Regions from separate parts of the Pan troglodytes genome. Here region 1 is linked to region 2. A link is a contact called in public Hi-C data. All regions are on one chromosome and are shown on one strand. The core of a region is the stretch at or near the end of the contact, and the rest is flanking DNA. Distances in the headings are between cores, read along the strand shown.

Region 1 (6,238 bases), core at 3,573-6,072, 51 kb before region 2:
ATGGTCTCGATCTCCTTACCTTGTGATCCGCCCACCTCGGCCTCCCAAAGTGCTGGGATTACAGGCGTGAGTCACCGTGCCCGGCCCCACCCTTTATACTTTTCTATGAACCCTAGCTCCCCTGTTAGACTGTTACCTTCCAGAAGCTAAAGACCCTTCATTGATTCCTTTTCTCTCTCTCTCTCCCCTTCCCTTCTTTCCTTCCTCCTTTTCTTTTTATTATTCATGGTGCTTAAACTATACGTAACAATTATGAAAATGAAAATGAAAATGTGAATGAATAAAGAGGAAGATAAGTATTAGAGAGGATATTCTTAAAAATCTTTGTTAGAAGCTACCTAGGCCAGTGTGCACACAGGTTACTAGAAAAACCTGTTTAAAAACTAAGGCAAGCAGGTTAAGTTGGGCTCAGTCTGACCATGTCTTTCACATGCACATATGTAATGTTTGGTAAATGTCTGTTGAATTGAATTAGATTGAGAAAAAAGGGAAACTCATGTTTTTCTTTAACTTTTAAACCTTTAAAAATTATTATTTTAAAGTCTTACGCATTTTTTAGCACAAATTAATTTTGATATTTCCTATCATTGTTGTTGGAAATAACTTTTATTCAAGTAGCATGCTGACATGCTGTACCAAATGGGTCTTAGCATCAGTAAGAACTCTGCTTTCTTTCACAGCTAATAGATTCCCAAGGCTTTGCCTTCTATGCAGGGGACACAATTTATTTTAAGAAATATTCATCTCATTTTAGTGAGCCCACAGTGTGATTGGAGAGGCATAATGAGAGACTTTCTATCAATTTTTGAAAAAACAAAACCTCAAAGGACATGCTGGATCTTAACTAATCCATAGACAGACTCTTCCACATCTCTCCCTTTGATGTAGTTCCAAACAGTGAACATCTTATCCAAAGGGCCACAGTGCAGAGTCCTTGTTCTCCCACTTGGTTCATCCCAGGAGTCCATCCATCTCTTGTGCTCTGACATCCCAGGCACTTTTCAATGAAACAAAATGAGGCGAAGATTCTCTACTAAATCTAAGCACTGTTTCTCCCCCTCTTCTAATGACTTTCTCCACAAAGGCTACATGGGTACGCTGTGGATCTTGGTTTGTAGAATGGAAGTGATTCTTTTCTGCCTTCAGAGGAAGCTTTCCTGATTTGGCAGACCGATGTACAGAACACTCTGTCCTGGGCATCTGAACCTGAATTTGCACTTATGTCAACTACATTTTTTCATTCCTCAATATCTATTTGTTTTCTTCTCCATTTTCAGCAGTATTTTTTTCTTGGAGATGTATGAGATTATTTATTTATTTTGAGACAAGACTTCATTCTGTCACCCAGGCTACAGTGCAGTGGCATGATCACAGCTCATTGCAAACTTGACCTCCCTGAGCTGAGGTGATCTTCTCACCTCAGCCTCCCAAGTAGCTGGGATTAAAGGTGGACACCACCACACCCGGCTAATTTTTGTAGAGGTGGGGTTTTGCTAAGTTTCCCAGGCTGGTCTCAAACTCCTCAGCTCAAGTGATCTGCCCACCTCAACCTCCCTTAGTGCTGAGATTGCGGGAGTGATCCACCACGCCTGGCCTAAACCTTTATTTTTGAATGCCCTTTGGTGCATGTATATTAATTTATATTTGTAATTTCTATGTTATATATATGCATATATATATATTTTTTTCATTTTAAGTGAGGTTTTCCAGCATAGAAAAAAGCTTACATCCCAGACAATATAGGGCTCTGAGTGGGAATAAACAAGTTTTATTTCTACCCTAGCTTTTACTGGCTATGTGACCACGGCAAGTAACAGCCTTCTTGAACCTCAGTTTCCAGTTTCCTCATCTTTCTTTCTTTTTTTTTTTTTTTTTTTTTTTGAGACGGAGTCTTGCTCTGTCGCCCAGGCTGGAGTGCAGTGACACGATGATCTTGGCTCACTGCAACCTCCACCTCCCGGGTTCAAGCGATTCTTCTGCCTTAGCCTCCCAAGTAGCTGGGACTACAGGCATGGGCCACCATGCCTGGCTAATTTTTGTATTTTTAGTAGAGATGGGGTTTCAGCATATTGGTCAGGCTGGTCTTGAACTCCTGACTTCGTGATCCGCCCGCTTCGGCCTCCCAAAGTACTGGGATTACAGGCATGAGCCACCGCGCCCAGCCAGTTTTCTCATCTTTCAAAGGCACCAGGCATGGTGGCTCACACCTGTAATCCTAGCACTTTGGGAGGATGAGTCAGGTGGATCATTTGAGTCCAGGAGTTCAAAACCAGCTTGGGCAACATGCCAAAACCCTGTCTCTACAAAAAATACAAAAATTTGCCAGGCATGGTGGTGCATGCCTGTGGTCCCAGCTACTCAGGAGGCTGAGGTGGGAGGATCGCTTGAGCCCAGGAGGTGGAGATTACAGTGAGCCAAGATTGTGCTACTGCACTGTAGCCAGGTGACAGAGCCAGACATTGTCTCAAAAAAAAAAAAAAAAAAGGAACATTCTTACCTAATGAAGTTGTTATAAGTATCCAACATAGTATAAGCTATGCAATAGTGCTTTGTAGGTATCCAGCATAGGTAGGCAACTCATATGCCAAAGATGATACTTGGCTGATTTTCTGTATCATGGCCAGCAGTTGCTACCTCACACTGAAACACTGAACAGATTATTCCCTGCCATCATAGAGCTTATATTCCAACAGAAGGGGACTGGCAATAAACATGTTTGTATATGCTAATTGCAGGGTGTGGTAAGTATTATTAAAAAAAAAACCCCAATACGATATGTTCCAGAGTGATAGTGTCTGTGAGGTAGAGGTATGCCACATGGTGATTAGAGAAGGGTTTTCTGAGGAGATGACATTTCAGCCAAGACCTAATAAGAAATGAGAAGCCAGACATGCAAAGAGGTTTATAAGTTGGGCTGAGGTAGGAGAGTCTTAGAAAGTTCTAGAAACAAAAAGAAAGTCAGTGTTATTGGAGTACAGTAAACGAGAGAGTAGTATGAGAAATGGAAAGGTAGGCTGAGGTCAGATCACATAAGGCCTTGCAGGCTGTGGGAAGGACCTTGGACTGGATCTAAATGCAGGGTGTGAGGGTAGATCGCACCAAGAGTCTTTCTCTATTCATGGTGAAATGGACAGACCCATGGCAGGTACTTAAACCCTGGGAGGTTTTTCGTACTGGCTCTTAAAGCCACCTTCTTCCTCCCTCTCATGTACATTTCTAAGGCACTTCCTGGGTCTACAACAGGACAGGGCTTTCCAAAAGACAACTGTTAACCAAAAGACAACTGTCAACATCATAGTAACTTAGGGAATGATGCACAAAGAAACAGTAAATACTCTCTTTGCTGTTGGGAGAGTTTTCCCCCTCCACCCCATAACTCTTGATCTCTTGGGTTATTTTTCACTCTCAATTGACAAGACTTCCTGGGTTGCTTTTATCACCGTGCTGTAAGTAACTTGACTGAGGTCCTGCTCTGTAACAGGCATGCTAGCTCATGTAAGCATTACAAAACTCTGGGAAGTCCTATAGATGGAGAGACTGGACTCTTGCTGAAGGTCATAAAACTACTAAGGTACACATCTAAGACCTTTTTAACTTTCAGCCTGAAAAATTTCTTTCAAAGTAAAAACTGCATTGTCACTTTGTGATCCCAAAGAACCCTTCCATCTATGTTACCCCATATCTTGATAAACTGGTAAAAAAAAAAAAAAAAAAGTGGAATGCATGAACTGTGTGCAACAGTCAGTCAACTTGGTGGCATCCTTAAGGTGCCCTGCTCGGTGAAATGGCAGGGGGGTTGCACATCTACTTCTATTAACAATGGGAGTTCAACTGGGCTCTCTGCATCTTCCCAGGTGCTGCTTCCTGCTGCTTTTTACTTCTGCTAGACTCTGACCACTCTGATTGTTTGGATGGGGTATATCCCATCACATGGATAGGCCATGAAAAAACCCCCAAGGCCTGGTACTCAAGGAGAAATACTAGACAAACATTAGATGGTTTAAAGCTAACAGGGACTGAAACCAGTTAAAAGAGGGAATCAGACATAAGTTGCAAACTGATAGAACAATGATCTGCTGGGGCACATTAGGTTCATGCCTCCCGACATGCTGATGAGCCCCGGTTATGAGCTGGGCACCACAACTGATGGTCTTTTATGAAGGAGTGCTCATTACACCAAACTTTATCTCATTTTGTTTGTCCCTTTCTAGCCCTTGCTTAGTTCAAAATGTAGTACATCTGCTGTGCTCATCCAGCTTCATCTACTGCTGAGTTGGCTGTGTCCACGCTCAATCTGTCTGCTCTGGTTTCATGATGGTCACTAGCATTCACTTTCCCTGCAAGGCCTACTCTCCGGCTTTCCTAATAGTATACTCTCTTGGCACGATCCTGGGAACTTCACGTACAGTTGTTACCCTCAAAGCCATTGCTACCTGCTAGGGTCTTGGCTCAATTGGCCTCATCTCTCACTCATTCTTGGTTCCTGGAAACCTGGTACAGACAGATCCTAGTATTCTAAAGATCTCAAAATTTAAAAATCATTGTGACATGAATTTGAAGTCAAAACCCAGGCAATTTAAGTGGAAATAAGCATTCTTCAGGTTAGTCAAAGTGCTTAGCACTTTGTATATTAAAGTGTATCCTGAGCCACACATTTGCTAGAAGGTAAGAAGAAAAATTGGACTCTAGAATCAATTGCCTTTCTCTTTTCCTTTGAAAAGTTAAAATTTTTAATGAAAGAAGTTGTGTGTGTACAATGTAAGCTTTTATCATCTTGCATGTGTCCTCTGAGAGGTTCACATTTTTGAGGCCTTGTCTCATGGAAACTGGGAAATGAGCTTCTGGAATTCAGACCCAGGATCTGGCTGCATTCCAGAAATAAATATACATGTTGGGCGTTGAGATAGACAATTAAAAGAATAGGAGAGTGTGCAAACTTTTGAGAATGAGAAGGCAGAAAATAGACTCTTTTCTCTCATGCTTTGCTTTTGCTTTTGTTTATTTTTTATATTTTTACTTTTGAGTATCAGCTAGTGAGTAGCAGGGCAAAAACAAGGCAGCCATTGATCTAAGTGTAAGGCAGCAGGAGGAAGGTTAAGAGAATGAGTGTTATTCTTTAGGACTACATTCATAGTTGCATGGTGGTGCTCTTGGCTCAAAGTCTACAATTAAATCAGTTGTTGGCGCTCCCTTGAAAGCGTTACTATCACAGTTTCCCCTGCATATGTAAGTCAATAAATTTGACCTTTAAGAAGGACAGTTGGTGTAGACCCCCTCCAGTGGGCCAACACATATTGCAAATTTCTGAACTCAGGCCCTGCAAAGTACTACTGCCACCTTGCTTCTTTAACAGAGAAGGCAAAATAAACAGAGGAGGATTCCATGGTATAAAAAAGAAAAAAATACATTATTTATATTTAAATAAATAAAATTATTTATAGAGCATTATTTATATGTGTCAGTCTCTGCCGTGGGTCAGGTACTATGTTAGATTCTTTTATTTATTATTTTGTGGAATGAGATTTGTTTTTATATATGAGGAAAGAGGTTTTTCATAAAAGATGGAGCCAAGATTTAAAGCTAACTCATTTCATTCATTAGTTATCATATTTAGTCAACACATCATTTATTGAGTGCCTAAAATCTGACAGCACTGGGAAACAACAGAAGATGAGGTCACTGCACCCTAAAGGAGCATGTTCTCCTTTTTTCTTCTTATACCACTGCAACTGACCCGTCCACATTTCCTCACCTTCATTTCTGTGTGCATTGGCTGGACTTCCAGCTGTCAGCATCTGCAATTCTTTGCTTGGAAGCCCTTTGCCACAGTAATGACACCAAGAGCAACCCTCCATGACCAACTGGAGTTGGTACGTAAGCAGCTTAGTTCTTTCATCTCTCAGATGGGATGACTCTAAGGTGTATGTTTTCCACTAGCACCTAGAATTTCTTCAGAATCCAACTCCAGTTGCCCACAGTTGTAGCTGGCTTGATCAAACATCTATGTCAGCTGCCTTCCCTTTTCTACCTCATGTTCCCACTTCCTTGTCAGCTTTCTTTACCCCCAGGTAAACTACTTGCATTTGAAGTTTTGTCTCAGGGTCTGTTTCTGAGGAAATCCAAACTAAGATGACCACCATTTAGAGAATGCTTACTAAGGGATAGCCAGACCCTAAAGACTAATGTAGATTTATCTGTTTCCAAAATCTGTGATCTTTGGAGCATTGCACTGTACTAT
Region 2 (6,669 bases), core at 1,666-4,165:
CACCAGTCTGTATTGTGGTATCATTTTCTTCAGCACTCAGCAGCCTGGGGTATAAAAACACAGACATAGATGACACAAGGTTGTAGTTCTGGCAGGTGGATGCCATAGGAAGTCAAGGAACCAGGCACGACAAGAAAGGACTTGAAGATAGGAAGGAATGACTAGTTTGAGAGAAAATGGAGGTGTCAGTGGACCAAAGCTGTTCATACAAGGGAAGGATATGTGTGATGACCAAAACAGGTAACACGTGTCAAGATTAGGAGGTTAGGCTAGTGTGTTGAGAGTTTGGAACAGGAGAACTTAAGGTTTGAAGGTTTAAGCATTTCTGCCTAATGACATGACTAGGATATGCCACAGCACAGGTGTGTGAGTGAATTGGAGGGTGTGCTTCTGGGGTGAGGAGGGCAGGGCACTGCAGTGTTAGGGAGCTGGATGGTCCATCCTCTTGGACACTGCCAGCACTGAGCCCCAGTAGTGGCCCAAGGAATTCACACTGCACATGCAGCTGTTACCTGCCCCAAGTCCCAGAGATGCCATCACTTCCTGTGTCAGGCCTTCGTGGAGCAGGTGTCCCTAATGAAGGCAGTGGGCAAAGACAAATGACTTGGAGGTATGGAATTTCCCAAGGAGACCCTTTTGTGGTGGTATGGAAACCAAACCACTTGTTAACAGGTTACATATTTCCCATCTTTCTGTTTTCATGCTGACATAGGTGTTCTTGGACTCATTGACCCTCCTGGTAAATCTCCCAGTCAGGAGAGATCCACCCTTATTGGACCTCATTCCATTATCCTCCTATGTATTTCGACTTGCTGTCCTTGTCTCCTAATCATCTCAATGACCCAGGCATTGAAGAATGAAGAGCGCCATGATATTGTAAGAGAAGCAGTTTGATGTAGTAGACAGGGTCATGCTTTTCCTTCTGCCTGGATTGTTCCCTATTCCCTTCCTCATTCAGTCAATTCTTACTCATCCTTTCCTTTTGGCTTAAATGTCTCTCTTCTCCCCAGAGTATTTCAGAGTCCACTTCTGTATTATATACTCTCAAAGCACCTTATTCCCCTTTGTGACTCTTATCACAATTGTAATTAAACAAACAAAAAGATTATTTCATTACTTAAGGTCTATCTGACTTGATGGCATGTAACCTCTATAAGGATAAGGCTGTCTGTGTTATCCCTAGCTGCTAGCATGGTGCCTTACATAAAGAATGTGCTTAATAAATATTTGTAGAACAAATAAGAGACGTATATGGAACTGAGAGTCCATTTCTGTTTTAAGGCATGTTCCTATTTAGCTGTGTGATCTTGGACAAGTCACTTCAGCTCTCTGAGCAAAATAACTTCTTACTCACTTTGACATTGTATGATTTCTGATTTCACAGTCTATCAGCCAAACACCTTAACAACTCTTAACCCCAACAGTATGTCTGGGCTAACTAAAAGCATTCATCTGGAACTTCTTAAAGTAGCTTTTTCCTAGAGAAACTATTTTTCCTTGTGTTTCAGTAATCTCTTTCTAAGTAAAAAAAATTCCCACATTTAGTGGCTTAAAACAATAATTTGCTCTCTCAAGTAAACAAGAAAAAAGTAATAATAAAGATCAGAGTGGAAATCAATAAAATAGAAAAATAAAAACAGAGGAACATGACATAGAGACTGTGCAATGTTTGGGGAAAGAATATCCAAGGCAGAGGTACTGCTAATCCACAGGTCCTACAGCAAGGCATGCCTGACATGTTTTTTAAAATCAGAAAAGAGGGCTGGGTGCAGTGGCTCATGCCTGTAATCCCAGCACTTTGGGAGGCTGAGGTGGGCAGATCACCTGAGGTCAGGAATTCGAGACCAGCCTGGCCAACATGGTGAAACCCTGTCTCTACTAAAAATACAAAAATTATCTGGGCGTGGTGGCAGGCACCTTTAATCCCAGCTACTTGGGAAGCTGAGGCAGGAGAATCGCTTGAACCTGGGAGATGGAGGTTGCAGTGAGCCGAGATTGCGCCACTGCACTCTAGCGTGGGCAACAGAGCAAGACTCCGTCTCAAAAATAAATACATAAATAAAATAATAAAAAGATAAAATAAAATAAAAATCAGGAAAGAGGTCGTGCATGGCTGGAGCAGAGCACCCAAAGTGTATTGAGCCCCTGGTCAATGTGAGGACTTCGGCTTTTCCTTTGAGTATGATGGGAAACCCCTGGATGGTTTTAGCAGGGCAGCAATGCAATTTGAAGTCCTCAGCTCTCTCCTTCTGTGTCAATTATAGTTTGTTCTCTTGCCTCTAGTCATACAAAGTTGTATTTCCCTGGATTGTGAGACAGAAAAATCTAATTCTATATGATCAGAGATAGGCTGTTGCTTTGGGCAGGTTTTTATTTCATGTTTATAGATTAAGAGTTTGCACTTTCAGTTCCCAGGGAGTTCACACAGATGGGGTGACTGCTTTGTCTTAATTGCAATTGTCATGATGTATGCGTACTTTCCTAGAACTGGACTGAGGCTCAGATGGATAGATAGTTCAAGGAAGATAGATTAACAGAGAGAGGGAGGGAGAAAGAAAGAGAGAGAGAATAGATTAAATGGATGGATGGATGGATGGATGGTTAGATTAACAGACAGACAAAATAAATGGATGATGATAGGAGGAGGAGAGAGCTCGTCCTCTTTGAGGCAGTGTATAAGGAGGACTGGTTGACTTTTTCTTTCTTTGTGAATCACAAACAGAGTTTAGAAGTGGCATGGTTTCATTAATGCTACCTTAATTAATATCCCCTTAATCATCAAGTATATTCCATTTTGACAAAATAGAAACTGAATTCCTTCTTATCTCCCAAAGGCAATGGAAAGGCTAGAGAGAGCTGGCACTGTGCTATTACAAGCAGATGAGCGGCATATTTGCTGAATAACGAGAGTAGCTAACAGTACTGAACTTTGCCCTTTTGGTGTGGGACTCTTTCTTTCCTGAATGTTCAATAATGTCTGGCTCTTTTCCTTTGTGTTCTGGTTTTATGCAAACACAAATTACACTCTTGTTGACTTCACTGTAACCCATGAAATTAAAGAAGGGGAAATTGGAGTCCTATAGAAGGCAGTTTCACCAGTCCTGCCTCTTGGATTTGTGCGATGGAAACTGAGAACAGCTGTATTTTTCTAACCAATTTTATGAGAAAAGAAGTGTCTCCAGCAGTAATCAGCACAGGCACATGATAGGAACAGACAGAGATGCTGCTTTAAAATCATATATTCTAGAGCTGAAAGCCATCTAAGAGAGCATCCAATTCTCCCTCATTGTATAAATGAAGAAAGTAACTAAAGCTCGGAGGTACTTGTTCACACTTCTTGAGTATATACTAATTATGGGAAGCAACGTGGCATCACAGAAATACCACAGGCCTTGTGGAAGTCTGTGTGGGAATCATAGCTCTGCCACTTCCTAGCTGCTGTGGCCGTTGGGCAAATTATATTATCTCTTTGAGCCTTCTCTCATCTGTCCCTACTTCATGGGCTGGTTGTAAGAATCACATGACATAAAATATAAAGCCCTGGCACAAAGTAGATAGTTAATAAATAGTAGTTATGATTAGCTCGCTTTTGTTGCCAGTGACAATACAGAGTAAAAACCATCTCAGCAAATACTTAGTATAACAATAGGATTTTAAAATGTCAACCAATGGCAAACTTGTTTGAAGTAAATTTCAATATACTGAAATTCCAATATAATTCAGGGAAACAAACATTTTTATATAAAATATTGTGCTATATACTAGAGTTAGTTCAAAAATAAGAACAAGGTCTGGGTTCTGCTTTTAAGGAAATGAGAGTAGACATGCACGCTTGGCTGCCTTTCAGTGAGGGCTGTGGGACGGGCCACTGGGGAGGAGGGGACATGGGTCTCTGGGTGCACAGAAGAGGTTCTTCCTGGACAAGGAGCTCAGGGAAGTCTTCACAGAGAAAGTAACATTCGAGAGGTTTTTAGAAGGGTCTAGAAAAACAGATTGAGGGACATTCTTATTGAAGGGGGCCCCATAATTACAAATACAAAGTATATTTAGATTTAACCAACTCCTCTGTTTAAATAAGCATAGAATATGTGAAGGGCAAAGCTTAAAATAAAAATGATAGCTACCACTTACGGAATTCACTCATGTATTCACTCTTTTGCTCGTTGTGCAACTCTGTGAGGTAGATTATTATCTCCATTTTGCCAAAGAGGAGACAGGCATGGGCAGGTTAAATGTGTTGCCTAAAGGCCTCACAGCTGGTAAGCAGTACCAAACTTGAATTCAGGTCATCTGACTTCAGAGTCCATGCTCCAGTTCGGACATTAGACAGTGAGCTTGACTTTTTCTGCTAGCCGCTCCAGATCTATACCCTCCTCTTCTCCCTGCTGCTCGGGGACCCAGGGAGCTGAGCTGTGTGGGCTCTGTCAGCATGCTCCCTTGGCCCTGGTTTCCCGTCATAATAATGGAGGGAAATGGGAGATGGGGCCTCAGGTTTGCCAGGGCTGTATCCCTTTGTTAGAGGACACAGCTCCTGTTGGCCAGCCGCTCCTGCAGCTACAGGTCTCCCTGTGTTGAAAAACTCTTCTGTCTCCTTGTCCCAGGACAGCTAATGCTAGCCTCAGAACACTTCACCATCTCATGTTGGTTCCTTTAACCCTGTCCCTGTCTCAGTGAAGATCGGAATTTGGGGGTTATAGGATAATCTCCTGTTCAGCTTTAGTGGATACTACCAAATAGTTTCCCAAAGTGGTTATACCATTTTTTTTCCTACTAGCAGTGTAGGAAAGTTTTAGTTGCTTCCCCCTTTTGCCAACTCTTGGTATTTTCTGTCCTTTTCATTTTAGCCATTCTAGTGGGTATACAGTAGTATCTCATTTGTGATTTCAGTTTTCATTTCTCTGAGAACTACGGAAGTTGGATACCTTTTCATGCGTTCATTGGCCATTTGAATATCTTTGGTAAAGTATCTAAATCTTTTACCCTTTTTCTTTTCTTTTTTTTCTCTTTCTTCTCCCTCTCTCTCTTTTTTTGTTTTTGAGACAGTGTCTCTCTATTGCCCAGGCTGGAATGCAGTGGAGTGATCCCAGCTCACTGTAACTTCAAACTCCTTGGCTCAAGAGATCCTCCCACCTCAGCCTCCATAGTAGTTGGGACTACAAGCGCACACCACCACACTTGGCTAATTTTTAAAATTATTTTGTAGAGATGGGGGGTGGTGAGTCTTGCTATTTGCTCAGGCTAATCTTGAGCTCCTGGCCCTCAAGAAATCATCCTGCCTCAGCCTCCCAAAGTGCTGAGATTATAGGTGTGAGCCACTGTGCATGGCCTTTTTGCCCATTTTTAAATTAGATTGTCTTTTCTTTTGGATTATGAAGTTATTTATAGATTATGAGTAAAGTCCTCTGGCAGAGATATGTATTACAAATATCTTCACTCTGAGGCTTGCCTTTTCGTTCTCTTAAGCATATATCTTTTGATGAAGAGATGTTTTTAATTTTAATATACTCTATACATTTTGTTTCTTTATGTTACTATTTGTAAAAATAATAAGAAATACACATATTGCTCTCGGCCCACAGTCCCTGATACAGAGATCTTAAAACCCTTGTAATTTCCTAAGCAATAAGGATGCTAGGAGAACCTTTTGTTCTAATATTCGAACTTTTACTCTGGTTCCTGACTTTTAAAGTCCTTAGGAATTTTAGAGCTTTTAAAGTTCTTAGGAATTTCCTGGGCGGCAGGAGCATCGTTTAATAAGGTAGCTCTTGGTGGACTCCTGGATGGGAGCTGGTCACCATAAAGACTAAGCCATAATTATAAGCTGGGGTCTTTCAGCCCTAACCCACCAACTTGCCACAATTCTCCAGAGAAGGGAAAGGGGCTAGAAATAAAGTTAATCACTGATCATGTCTACATGATAAAGCCTCCATAAAAATTCCTAAACTATGGGATTCAGAGAGCTTCTGGGTTGACAAACACATCTGCATGCCAGCAGGGTGGTATACCCCAACTTCATGGGCATAGGAGAGCCTGCACATGGGACCCTTTCAGACCTCGCCCTATGTATCTTTTCATCTGGCCAGTCATCTGTATCCTTTATTATATCCTATAAACATAAGTAAAGTATTTCCCTGATGCTGTGGTTTGAATGTTTATCCCCTCCAAGCTCATATTAAAGCTTAATCCCCAATGTGGCAGTATTGAGAAGTGGGGTCTTTAAGAGGTCTCGAGGGCTCTACCCTCATGAATGAATTAATCCATTGATGGATTAATGGGTTATTACGGTACTGGAACTGGTGGCTTTATAACAAGAGGAAGAGAGACTCAGCTCTCTGGCATGTGATGCCCTGTGCCGTCTCGGGACTCTCCAGAGTCCCCGCCATCAAGAAAGCCCTCACCGGATGCAGCCCCTACACCGTGGGCTCCTTAGCTTCCATAACTGTAAGAAATAATTTCCTTTTCTTTATAAATTATGCAGTTTCAGATATTCTAAGCAACAGAAAATGCACTAAGACACCTGAGTTCTGTGAGACACTCTAGCAAATTAATCAAACCAAAGTGGAGGTCATGGGAATCCGATGGATAGCTGGTCATTCAGAAGCAGAGGCCACATTCTGTGCTTGTGACTGGCATCTGAAGGGGGGTGGGGGCAGTCTTGTGGGACTGAAC

The links. Hi-C and Micro-C count contacts between places; a contact is called where the count stands out from the background.
Region 1: a contact with region 2 is called in a Hi-C map of stem cell-derived neural progenitor cells, with 4 times the contacts expected there. The contact joins two enhancer-like sites. A contact is called at or near these places in 4 of 7 Hi-C or Micro-C datasets (blood, induced pluripotent stem cells and stem cell-derived neural progenitor cells), 1 of 1 datasets of contacts at active chromatin or transcription factors (stem cell-derived excitatory neurons) and 1 of 1 other capture datasets (stem cell-derived neural stem cells).

What each region holds. Positions count from the first base shown.
Region 1 is chr3:53,679,800-53,686,037 of NHGRI_mPanTro3-v2.0_pri, reverse strand. All of the region lies in intron 4 of SHROOM3 (shroom family member 3), which reads left to right. Among named protein-coding and RNA genes, the nearest start is that of CCDC158, 22 kb to the left of the region's middle. Within about 2 kb of position 4,822, at least 3 of the 24 cell types and tissues checked have an H3K27ac peak or open chromatin away from gene starts, as enhancers often do. A contact at or near this core is called in stem cell-derived neural progenitor cells and stem cell-derived neural stem cells, where this site is marked.
Region 2 is chr3:53,626,212-53,632,880 of NHGRI_mPanTro3-v2.0_pri, reverse strand. The region is part of intron 4 of SHROOM3 (shroom family member 3); the gene reads left to right. Among named protein-coding and RNA genes, the nearest start is that of CCDC158, 76 kb to the left of the region's middle. Within about 2 kb of position 2,915, at least 4 of the 24 cell types and tissues checked have an H3K27ac peak or open chromatin away from gene starts, as enhancers often do. A contact at or near this core is called in stem cell-derived neural progenitor cells and stem cell-derived neural stem cells, where this site is marked.